Regions from separate parts of the Drosophila melanogaster genome. Here region 1 is linked to region 2. Evidence: chromatin contacts called from public Hi-C data. All regions are on one chromosome and are shown on one strand. Each heading gives the region's core, a stretch centred on a gene start, on an enhancer-like site or on the middle of the called end of the contact. The rest is flanking DNA. Distances are from core to core; before and after follow the strand shown. Region 1 holds the start of CG10600. Region 2 holds the start of ncm (nucampholin).

Region 1 (4,831 bases), core at 1,543-4,042, 390 kb before region 2:
CCAACTAATTTGGCAAAGGCCTTGACACGTTTCCTTTGGCGTCTAAATCTAAATCATGTTTTGCTCTTACCCTATCACATTTACTGTGAGTTTTTGGCTTTCGCTGATGTTCTGATCAAAGGTAAAACTTCCCATACTTCCACCTATTGCGCCAGGCTGCACTTGTACGTACCCCTTCTACTTTACGCCCAATTGGAGTTTTTCAAAATTATATGGGAACTTTTCCAGGCCCCACGAAACATTTACGAAGTGCTTTTCGAACAGCCCACAAAGGAGTTAAACATTTTGCATAAAAAATCCTATGCGGGCAGGAAAATAGTCTCATTTAGCCGATCAATAAATGGCGCCCAACTCAGGACCCGTAATCAGGGTAAATTCAATAGTGATCTCCGAGAATCCGACTTTAGTTTAACTTGCTTGGCAGGGGCTGTTCACGATTACTTTAATACGTTCTCAGGTGACTTGAAAGTCCCCAATTACTTGAACACCACTTGTAGGACCATAGATAAAGGGTATTTCACAGATCGCAGTGGGGATAAATCTGAAAATATCGGGGGTGTTGTCTTTCTGCAATTGCCTCTAAGGCAACCAGACGCAAATCACACCAAAGAACTCCATCAGATTGTTGAACGAATCAGAAAGCAACAGATCATTATTTACTTAGCGTCTATTGGACAGACCAAGTACAGCCTTCTCACATCCCTTTTGCCTCACGTAATTACCAAAATATTCATCAACTTTTTCTCATACAACTTTCCAATCACAATCACTGAAATCTACGGAGCGACTGCTGAGTTTCAAGCGGCCTGGGGTCAGAATGTCCAGGATGTTCTACTTTTCCGGCCACCACAATCGAAGACCTGCCTTTCCTTAAATCTTCATCGCTTTGGGGACAAATACAGACTGGCTGTGATGGCGGATACCCACCTGGCTCCCGATCACACAGTAATCACCAGATCCTTTGAGCGATATATGGAAACCATCACTCTGTAACTTCCTTTCCTCTCTTTTAAGACTGGAGGGCAATCTCTATATACATAATGTATGCGAAATAAAAACTATTTATCCAGTAGTTAAAAATGGTTTGAGGCTTGTAGCATTAAGCTTAAGCTTAGTCTAGTATTCGGGGTTATAGTTGACAATAAAAAAAATATATTTAGTACGCCTGATCAATCTACTCTAATCTTAGACTATGGAGAAAAAAAACAAATGTTGTAAGCACTTTAAGGACCATGGGGCGCAGAAACCATCAGTGAGTCTTTGGAATAAAAAGATCTAACATTAATAGTTGCAATACATTTAATGCAGCAACTCAATGAGCACAAGGAGCATAAATTAAGGGACCATTACCGCAAGGAACGAATGAAGTCTTCAGAGAATGTGCAAAAGTCCTACAAACATAATTATACGACAAATCAAAATCAGATACGGCAGGACTATTATTGCGATCATTCGTGGGAGGATCGTGAGTCTCCTTCTAACCATGAAGACCATGCTCAGTATTTGTTTTCCAAAAAATGTTTCAATGTTAATTATCACCCGGCACAAAATGAGAAGGTAAGCAGCAATAATGAAATTAATTTTTTTTTTTAATTTCAAATACCTTAACAAACGGAAGTGGAAACACCAGTCGAAATTAAAGGTGATGATGCAACCCAGTTCAAATTACACACCCAAGCAAGCAATTGTTCCAGCATATCTCCTTAATGATAGAAAAAGGCAGAAACCAGTCATAGAACACAGCTGTGGGGACTACCTTCTCTATAAGAATCAAAACTATGAAGCGGACCCATCTAGTAAAAGTGAGCAGTGTGAGGTCGAGGGTGGTTATAATAACATAACCCCACATCGTTTAAACCACCACCAGAAGCAAAAGAAAGACTCTGATTTACTTAATGCAGCTAAGGCTCATTGCCAGGCTGCTGCCGAAAGATTCCAGAATAAGTTTCCTTCATGCAGTAAGTGTTCCTCCTCCAACGAATCCCAATCGAAACCATCCAGAATAACCGTGATCAGTGCGAAAAGCGGAGACGATCTCAGAGCGGCTGTTCGGTCCCAAATAGAGGTCCAAGAGGCCTTGAATGCGTTTACACTTGAAGTGAAGGATAAGAGGGAGGAAGTACCATCCGAAGAAGAACGCAGTACCAAGCCCAAAAAGAGCAAACAAATTACGTCTCATACGCAAGCCGAGAAAGTGGATCCCACTGCCGAATGCGCCCAATTAGATACCCTAGGGGTTGACGATTTAGAACTCGTGGATCTAAGTGGCAGTCCTAGTGATGCCGCTATTACCAATGTGGATGTAAGTGACAGTCCTGGTGATGCAGCTATTACCAAAATGGATCTAAGAGACAGTCCTACTGATGCAGATATTAACAAAGTAATTGATCCGGTTATCAGGAACATTCAGCGCATGTATCTGAACACTCTGAAAGACGAAATGTCCCTCATGGAGTATCTAGTTACGGTCCCGGAATTAATTAAAAAAGCTTTTAAGCGTCCACTCGCTGAAAAAGAGCAAAAAATAACAAGGGAGTGTTGAAAGCACATTTAAATTGTATTTATTCAATGTTTATATATTTTGATCTTTAAAAAGGCAGTAACAAATTACAAAATGTGCACTTTTAAATAACGCGCCAAATATGACTCGCCTATAGATGGCGCACTTACACGTTACAATCGATGTTACGATATATCCATCTATTCTTTCATTCACAAGTCTATCTGCGCGGGTTGCCGCTAGATGGCGCCTAACAGAACACTGTTTATTGACTAGTGTGCACAAACGCTCCACATCTGAAGACTAGAGTTGAAAAACGACAGTGCGAGACGGCTTCTAGAACAAAAAAAAAAACTATTCGCGAATCGCTGAAAACGCCGCTGCGGAAATTCTGCCAGTCGAATGAAAATCGAGTGGAAGAGGGCGCGGGTGAATTGCAAACGGAGCGTAAGATAAAAGACACGGCTAGCTGAGAGGCGTCACGTAGACGGCCGACTGATCGATATTCAATACAGGCGTAGGGCAACACGCACACACACCCATACGCGCGTGTGTGTGCCACTGCACACACAAACACATGGAGAACACTCGAGGTGGCGAAAATAATGTAGAATTGGCCAACGGCGGCAAGGAATCCACGGGAAATGTACGAAAACCGGAGAAGAAGCCACTGGAAGGAGCGGTCGGGGCTTCCAAGCAGCGGGAGACGCCTGAAAAGGGCGTAAACAAAGCGTCGGCAGTGGAAAACAACAACGCAAATGCCCGCGGAAATGCCAGTCCAACAACTACAAGCGCACAGCGAGAAGCAACAACAACAATTACGCCAGTGGAACCAACAGCAGCAGCAACAACTACAAACGGCAACACTTTACCCACACAACAGCAACAACAACTGCAGTCAGGCGATGGCAACGCAAATAACCCAACAACAAATGCACGTATAATGCTAGCTGCAGCTGAAGAGGAACAGGCAGTAGCATCGTCGGTGGCAACAACTGCAGGGGCACCCACAGCCGCAACAACAACTGCAACAACAACCGCGTTGGCAGACACAACAAAAACAAGCACAAGTACGGACGAGAAGACAGGTAAAGTAAAGCGAAATTCGCAGAACACGAATCCAATGTCAACTAATGTGATTTGCACACCCACCCACTCGCCAACGCCGCCCACAGAAGAGCGCAACCACAAAAGGAAGAAGAGAGACAGGGAGCGGGATGAAGACAAGAATCGGCGCAGCAACAACCACAACAGCAGCAGCAAGGATCGGGACAAGGATAGGGATCGGGACAAAGAGCGGGACAAGGAGCGCGATAGGGAGCGGGAGCGCGACAGGAATCGCGAGAGCAGCTCCAAATCCTCCAAGGAGGCCGAACACAAGTCCAGCTCATCGCGCAGCAAGGAGAAGTATCATCGCAGTGATAGGGACCGCGAACGGGAGAAGGAGCGCGATCGGGAGAAGGTGAGCCCAGGAACCGTTTCGAAAGTGCAGAACGCATACAGAAACGTTGATTTATTGTAAACTCTGATCTGATTTCCAGAACATACATTTCTTTAATAAGTAAATGTCAATTTCTAGTAAAACTAACAAACAAAAGTATTGTCAGGGTCTTACCACCCATTTACTACGAATAAGCAAGACACGTGATCTTAAATACAGCGAGTCATAATTCTCAGAACCTTTTATTTTTGATGCGCTACATGTTTATAGTATACTTTCCAGTTTACATAGTGCTAAGTAAACCTCTACAAGATTGCACAGCTGTCCATCAAAGTAGAAATAATGAAGCACTACAAATTTATATTTTCCAGATTCCTTCCTCGTCGTCCAGCTCATCCTCGCACTCGAATCGAAGGAGAAGTTCCGACAGCAGCCGGAGCAGTCAGAACAGCTCCTTCAAGTCGAAGGATCCAGGGGCAGATCCTGTTTTGCCTCAGGCGGTTGTTGCTGCTCTCGAAAAGCAGATTAAGGTGGAGGAGGTCATCAAAAAAGAACCAGTAGAAACCAAACAAGAAGTGGATACAGAACCTACACCAGTACTTAGTAACCTCATTAAAACTGAAGCGGAAATCAAAACGGAATCGACGGAGAAGCCAAACAAACCTCTAGTAAATGGCGAGGCGATAGCGAAAACCCGAGATGAGGTTTCCAGACAGCTAAATTTCGGAGACAAGGTCTCCAATTCCAAGTTAATGCCTTCGCCGGCACCGAAATCCAGTTCGGGATCGAACTCCACGGCCAGCAATCATTCCTCCAGCCAAAGTAGCAGCAGCCGCAAATCCTACTTATCGTCTTCGTCCTCTTCATCCTCCAGCAACCATCACAAGAGT
Region 2 (4,927 bases), core at 357-2,856:
TCGAGGAGCTCCTGGGCGATAAACTGCACCCGCAGCCCAAGATCTTCAAGTTTTACCTGAACAAAATTGCCGCTGCAGGCGATCTGGAAACAATGCAGAGAATTGGCCAGCAGCTGAATGACGAGCAGAAGCGTCTGATTTCCTTTGACAATCGGTTTTGTCATGCCAATATAGTGGCCGGAAAGGCGGAGGAGTTCCTGAAGCACTTGACCACAGAAATCGATGCGGCCAAAACTCCCGAGGAGTCAACCAAGCTGGCTGAGAAGTTCCCACGCGGAGGAGCAGTTGGCATTTTGGAAAAACACCCGGAATTGGTGCCGCAATGTAGGTCCCAGAAATGCCTATTAAACAAGTGTTAAAACTATAAATTTTTCTGATAATTTTCAGATCAATCCCTCGCTGAGAAGTTTGCTGCTCACAATCAACTAGGACCCATGAATGTCCTGTGGATGCATTTGATTTCCACTGGCCAGGAGGCGGCTTCTAAGGAGATTTGGGATAAGCACCTGTCCAATGCCCCAAGGCTGATGTTCCAGCGCGTTTTGCAGACGGCTCGCGAGCAGCAGGACGAGAAGCTCGCCTCCACAGTCATTTCCCAGCTGAAGAACAGCAAAATCTCCGAGGGCGCGATCGGAAACGCGTACTCCTGCCTCATTGACATCCAGACTACCAAGGGCAACTCCGACAAGGCCATGGTTGTCTTGGCCAATGCCATTAAGGACGTATCCTTGGAAAACATCAACAGGACAGCTCTGCTGCGTCTGAAACAGGCGGTGGAGGAGAAATCCCAGAAGTTCCCCTACACGATCCCCGAGAAGCGGACGAAGGCCGACGACTCCAGCTCGTCCTCCTCTTCATCCTCCAGCGACGACGACGTGTCGCCATCGGTACCGGAAACTGTTCCACCCAAACCGGACAGCAAGGCCTAGAGGTTTCTGCAAAAGGTCCTTGTTTAGTGTAGGCCGTCGTGATTAAAGCTTATTTTTAAAGTATTTACTATGGATAAACAATTTGTAAACTAAAATAAATTTAGTTGTTTTGTTGCGAAAGTGCGCCAGTTATTTTTCTAGGGGATTCAACTGAGCGATAAAGGATCTTTTTTACTATTTTCAAGATGAAGCTATCATTTTTAATTTTCAATAAAATAATGGTTCAATTCATTCCCTTAAGACAGATCCTAAAATTAATTGGAAGCACGCATGATGTTGTAAAACACGATTGCCCGTTTTGGAGCCCAAAAATCGCTAAAAAAAAAAAGTTTCGTTTCAAATTTAATGTTCTTGTTCCATATCCTTGTTCCATTTTCGAGCTGATATTCGAAATTTCTGCAGTGCAATGAACCAAATATGTTATAACAAATATATTACACTGTTTTAGTCGTAAAAAAATCGTTGCCCTTAAATATTGAGGTTCGCTGTGCTATAAAATTTACGATAGTGCCATATTATAAAATTAATTTTAAAATATCATTTTTTCTAATGTGGAACTTGAATTTAAATTTTCAGTTCAATTTAAAAAACACATTTAGCATTTCTATAGCTGACTATCGAAACTACAATTTCGATACGATTTAGCAGTCAAACACATGTGTATATCGATACCGTCGCCACTGGTGTCCCATCTCTAATTCTATCGCCGCGTTGTGTTTTTTGCTGCCCAATAATTTTCATCGTTGTTTTCCCTGAAAATTTCTCGAAATAAACGCGCGATGGGGGAAAGCGATGCCGAGAGCGATTCGAGCAGCAATTCCAGCAGCAGCGACACTTCCAGTGGCAGCGACAGCGACGCCAGGAGCGAGTCCTCGTCCTCCGAAAGCAGCGGGCGCGAGGAAGAGGAAGCAAAGCAGGAGGAATCCGCCAAAGATGCCAAGAAAACTGACGATACGGATAGGGGGGAGAAGCGTGCCAAGGAGAGGGATGCTGGACAGGATGAGCAGCCCACTGAGCAGAAGAAAACTCCTGCGGCTGAGCCTCGTTCGGAGCGCCAGCACATTTCCCATTCTGCTGGCGTGGAAAAGCAGCAAGAAGAAGCAGTAGCAGCTGCGGAGGCGGAAAGCGAGAAATTAAATGAAGCGAAAAAAGTTGAAACACCTGTCCAGCGGAAAGAGGAAGCAGAAGCCTCAAGTGTGACGAAAGAGCTGAACAGCCCGAAGGCCCAAGAGGAAAACGCTGCACGGGAATTAGAAGAGCGGAGGAAGGATGAAGAGCAGCCAGTGACCACCAATGGAAGTAGCAAGGAATCGCCGGTGGAAGCAGCAGCTGAAACAGTGAAACCTCCCACTGCGGACCACATCGAAGAGGGCGAGATAACCGACGTAAGTCATCATGTTTGGGTAGAATTCGGTATTAAGCCGCTTTACTATTTCGTCATCAATGAAATTCAAATTATTTAATTAATGAAATTAATTCAACACAATCATTTATCAGCTAGTTTTTTCATCATCATGATATGATAAATTTTCATTTTTTAGAAAGACGAAGATGACCTACCGACTAAAGAGGAAAAGAAAGCTGTCGCATCTAAGAGTCCACCCAAAGAAACCCAACGAAAACAAAGCCGCAGCCCGGATGGCAAACGACGACGCCCACGCTCATCCAGCAGGAGTCCATCACCCAGCAGCCGTCGTCGTCGTCGCTCGAGAAGCAAAGGCAGCAGGACCCGGAGTCGCAGTAAAAGTCCAATCCGCCGCAGATCCAATTCTTTGGAGAGAAGACGCGTTGAGCGACAGAGACGTCATGAGGAGCGAGATAAACGCGATGAAGAGCGAGCCAAGGAGCGAGAAAAGCGCCATCAAAAGGGCGAACCAACCAGCAGCAGGCGTAGAGATGATTCGAGGGAAAAGAAGAGGTCGCCAGAACGCAAAAGAGATCGATCCTCCTCCACTCCGAAATCCAAATCCTCAAAGACCCCACGCCACACCGAAACCACCGAAACTAATGCAGACAATGAAACCGTAACCGAACCGGCAGCCAAAATAACTGAGCGCCAACGAAAGACCGTCGATGTGCTGACATCTCGGACTGGAGGAGCCTATATTCCGCCGGCGAAGCTGCGCATGATGCAGTCACAGATCACGGACAAATCATCCGCTGCCTATCAGAGAATTGCTTGGGAGGCTCTCAAGAAATCGATCCATGGTTACATAAACAAAGTGAATGTAACAAATATAGCCATCATCACCAGAGAGCTTCTAAGAGAGAATATCGTGAGGGGAAGGGGCTTACTAAGCAGGAGCATCATCCAAGCCCAGGCTGCTTCGCCCACATTCACCCATGTATACGCCGCTCTGGTGAGCATTATAAATTCAAAGTTTCCGAACATAGGAGAGCTCCTCCTCAAACGTCTGGTCATCCAATTTCGTAGGGCGTTCCGACGCAATGATAAGATGGTTTGCATGTCGGCCACTCGATTCATTGGCCATTTGGTTAACCAGAGGGTGGCACATGAGATTCTGGCACTAGAAATCCTTACCCTGCTGGTGGAAACGCCAACGGACGATTCTGTAGAGGTAGCCATCGCTTTTCTGAAAGAGTGTGGTATGAAACTGACTGAGGTTTCGTCTAAAGGCATTGGGGCCATCTTCGAGATGCTGAGAAACATTCTGCACGAGGGAAAGTTGGACAAGCGTGTACAGTACATGATTGAGGTGCTGTTTCAGATTCGAAAGGATGGCTTTAAGGATCATCAGGCTGTTGTTCCGGAACTGGAGCTCGTTGAGGAGGACGATCAGTTCACACATCTGATGATGCTGGATGAAGCCACCGAAACGGAAGATATACTAAGTGAGTTTATCTACGAAAGGTTTAGTTTGTATTGAACTCTAATAATTTTTACGTTTCTTTATAGATGTTTTTAAATTTGACGACAATTATGCCGAAAATGAGGACAAATACAAAGGCCTAAGTCGTGAGATCCTGGGAAGCGACGATGGCAGTAGTTCAGGCTCGGGCTCCGGATCAGATTCGGATAGTGATTCGGATGGAGAATCCGGATCCGATGCGGAAAAGAAAGCCGAGGCTGGCGACATCATTGACAGCACTGAAACCAATCTGATTGCCCTGCGACGCACAATTTACTTAACAATCAACTCCAGTTTGGATTATGAGGAGTGTGCTCATAAACTGATGAAAATGCAACTGAAACCCGGACAAGAAATCGAGCTCTGTCACATGTTTCTCGATTGCTGTGCGGAACAGAGAACATACGAGAAGTTCTACGGACTGCTGGCGCAGCGGTTCTGCAACATCAATAAGATCTACATACCGCCCTTCGAGGAGATTTTTAAGGACACCTATCAAACCACCCACAGATTGGACACAAATCGTTTGCGAAACGTCAGCAAGTTCTTCGCCCATCTCCTGTTTACGGACGCCATTAGTTGGGATGTGCTGGAGTGCATCCAACTGAACGAGGATGATACCACGTCATCGAGCCGCATTTTCATAAAAATCCTGTTCCAGGAGCTAGCTGAGTATATGGGACTGGGCAAACTGAATGCCAAGCTGAAGGATGATGTTTTGGTAGAGAGCATAGCTGGTTTGTTTCCCAAGGATAATCCACGGAATACCCGCTTCTCCATTAACTTTTTCACCTCGATTGGTTTGGGTGGTCTCACCGACGATTTGAGAAGATTCCTAAAAAACGCCCCCAAATCTGTGCCCGCAATAAATGCTGAAATTCTGGCCAATGCCGGGGGGAATCCTTTCAGAGATGGCTCTGCACCCGCTGGAAACACCAAGGTGGCCCCATCTTCGTCCTCCTCGTCATCGTCGTCTTCGGACACGGACAGCGAAGACTCCAGTGAAGAGGACAGCAGTTCCGACTCTTCTAGTGAATCTTCAAGCTCCGATTCTAGCTCGGAACCCAAAAAGAAACGCAAACGCAAGGACAAGGATAAAAAGAAATCTAAGAAAGCGACTAAAGAGAA

The links. A called contact is a pair of places that touch in the nucleus more often than the background predicts.
Region 1: a Hi-C map of the Kc167 cell line shows a contact between it and region 2, with 3 times the contacts expected there. The contact joins the promoter of CG10600 here to the promoter of ncm in region 2. A contact is called at or near these places in 25 of 107 Hi-C or Micro-C datasets (the D17-c3 cell line, the Kc167 cell line, the ML-DmBG3-c2 cell line and 11 more).

Annotation. Positions count from the first base shown.
Region 1 is chr2L:18,837,640-18,842,470 of dm6, reverse strand. It overlaps CG10600, which reads left to right and starts at 2,792. Exons shown (of 8, transcript NM_136069.4): 1 at 2,792-3,588; 2 at 3,676-3,962; 3 at 4,313-4,831. The coding sequence starts at 3,078. It overlaps CG31752, which reads left to right and starts at 1,161. Exons shown (of 3, transcript NM_165266.3): 1 at 1,161-1,252; 2 at 1,309-1,557; 3 at 1,619-2,843. The coding sequence starts at 1,193. The coding sequence ends at 2,542. CG33120 reads left to right here. Exons shown (of 4, transcript NM_176059.2): 4 at 1-1,071. The coding sequence ends at 993.
Region 2 is chr2L:18,445,636-18,450,562 of dm6, reverse strand. ncm (nucampholin) reads left to right here and starts at 1,606. Exons shown (of 3, transcript NM_136033.3): 1 at 1,606-2,314; 2 at 2,471-3,782; 3 at 3,847-4,927. The coding sequence starts at 1,709. It overlaps bsf (bicoid stability factor), which reads left to right. Exons shown (of 5, transcript NM_078872.5): 4 at 1-324; 5 at 388-1,046. The coding sequence ends at 929.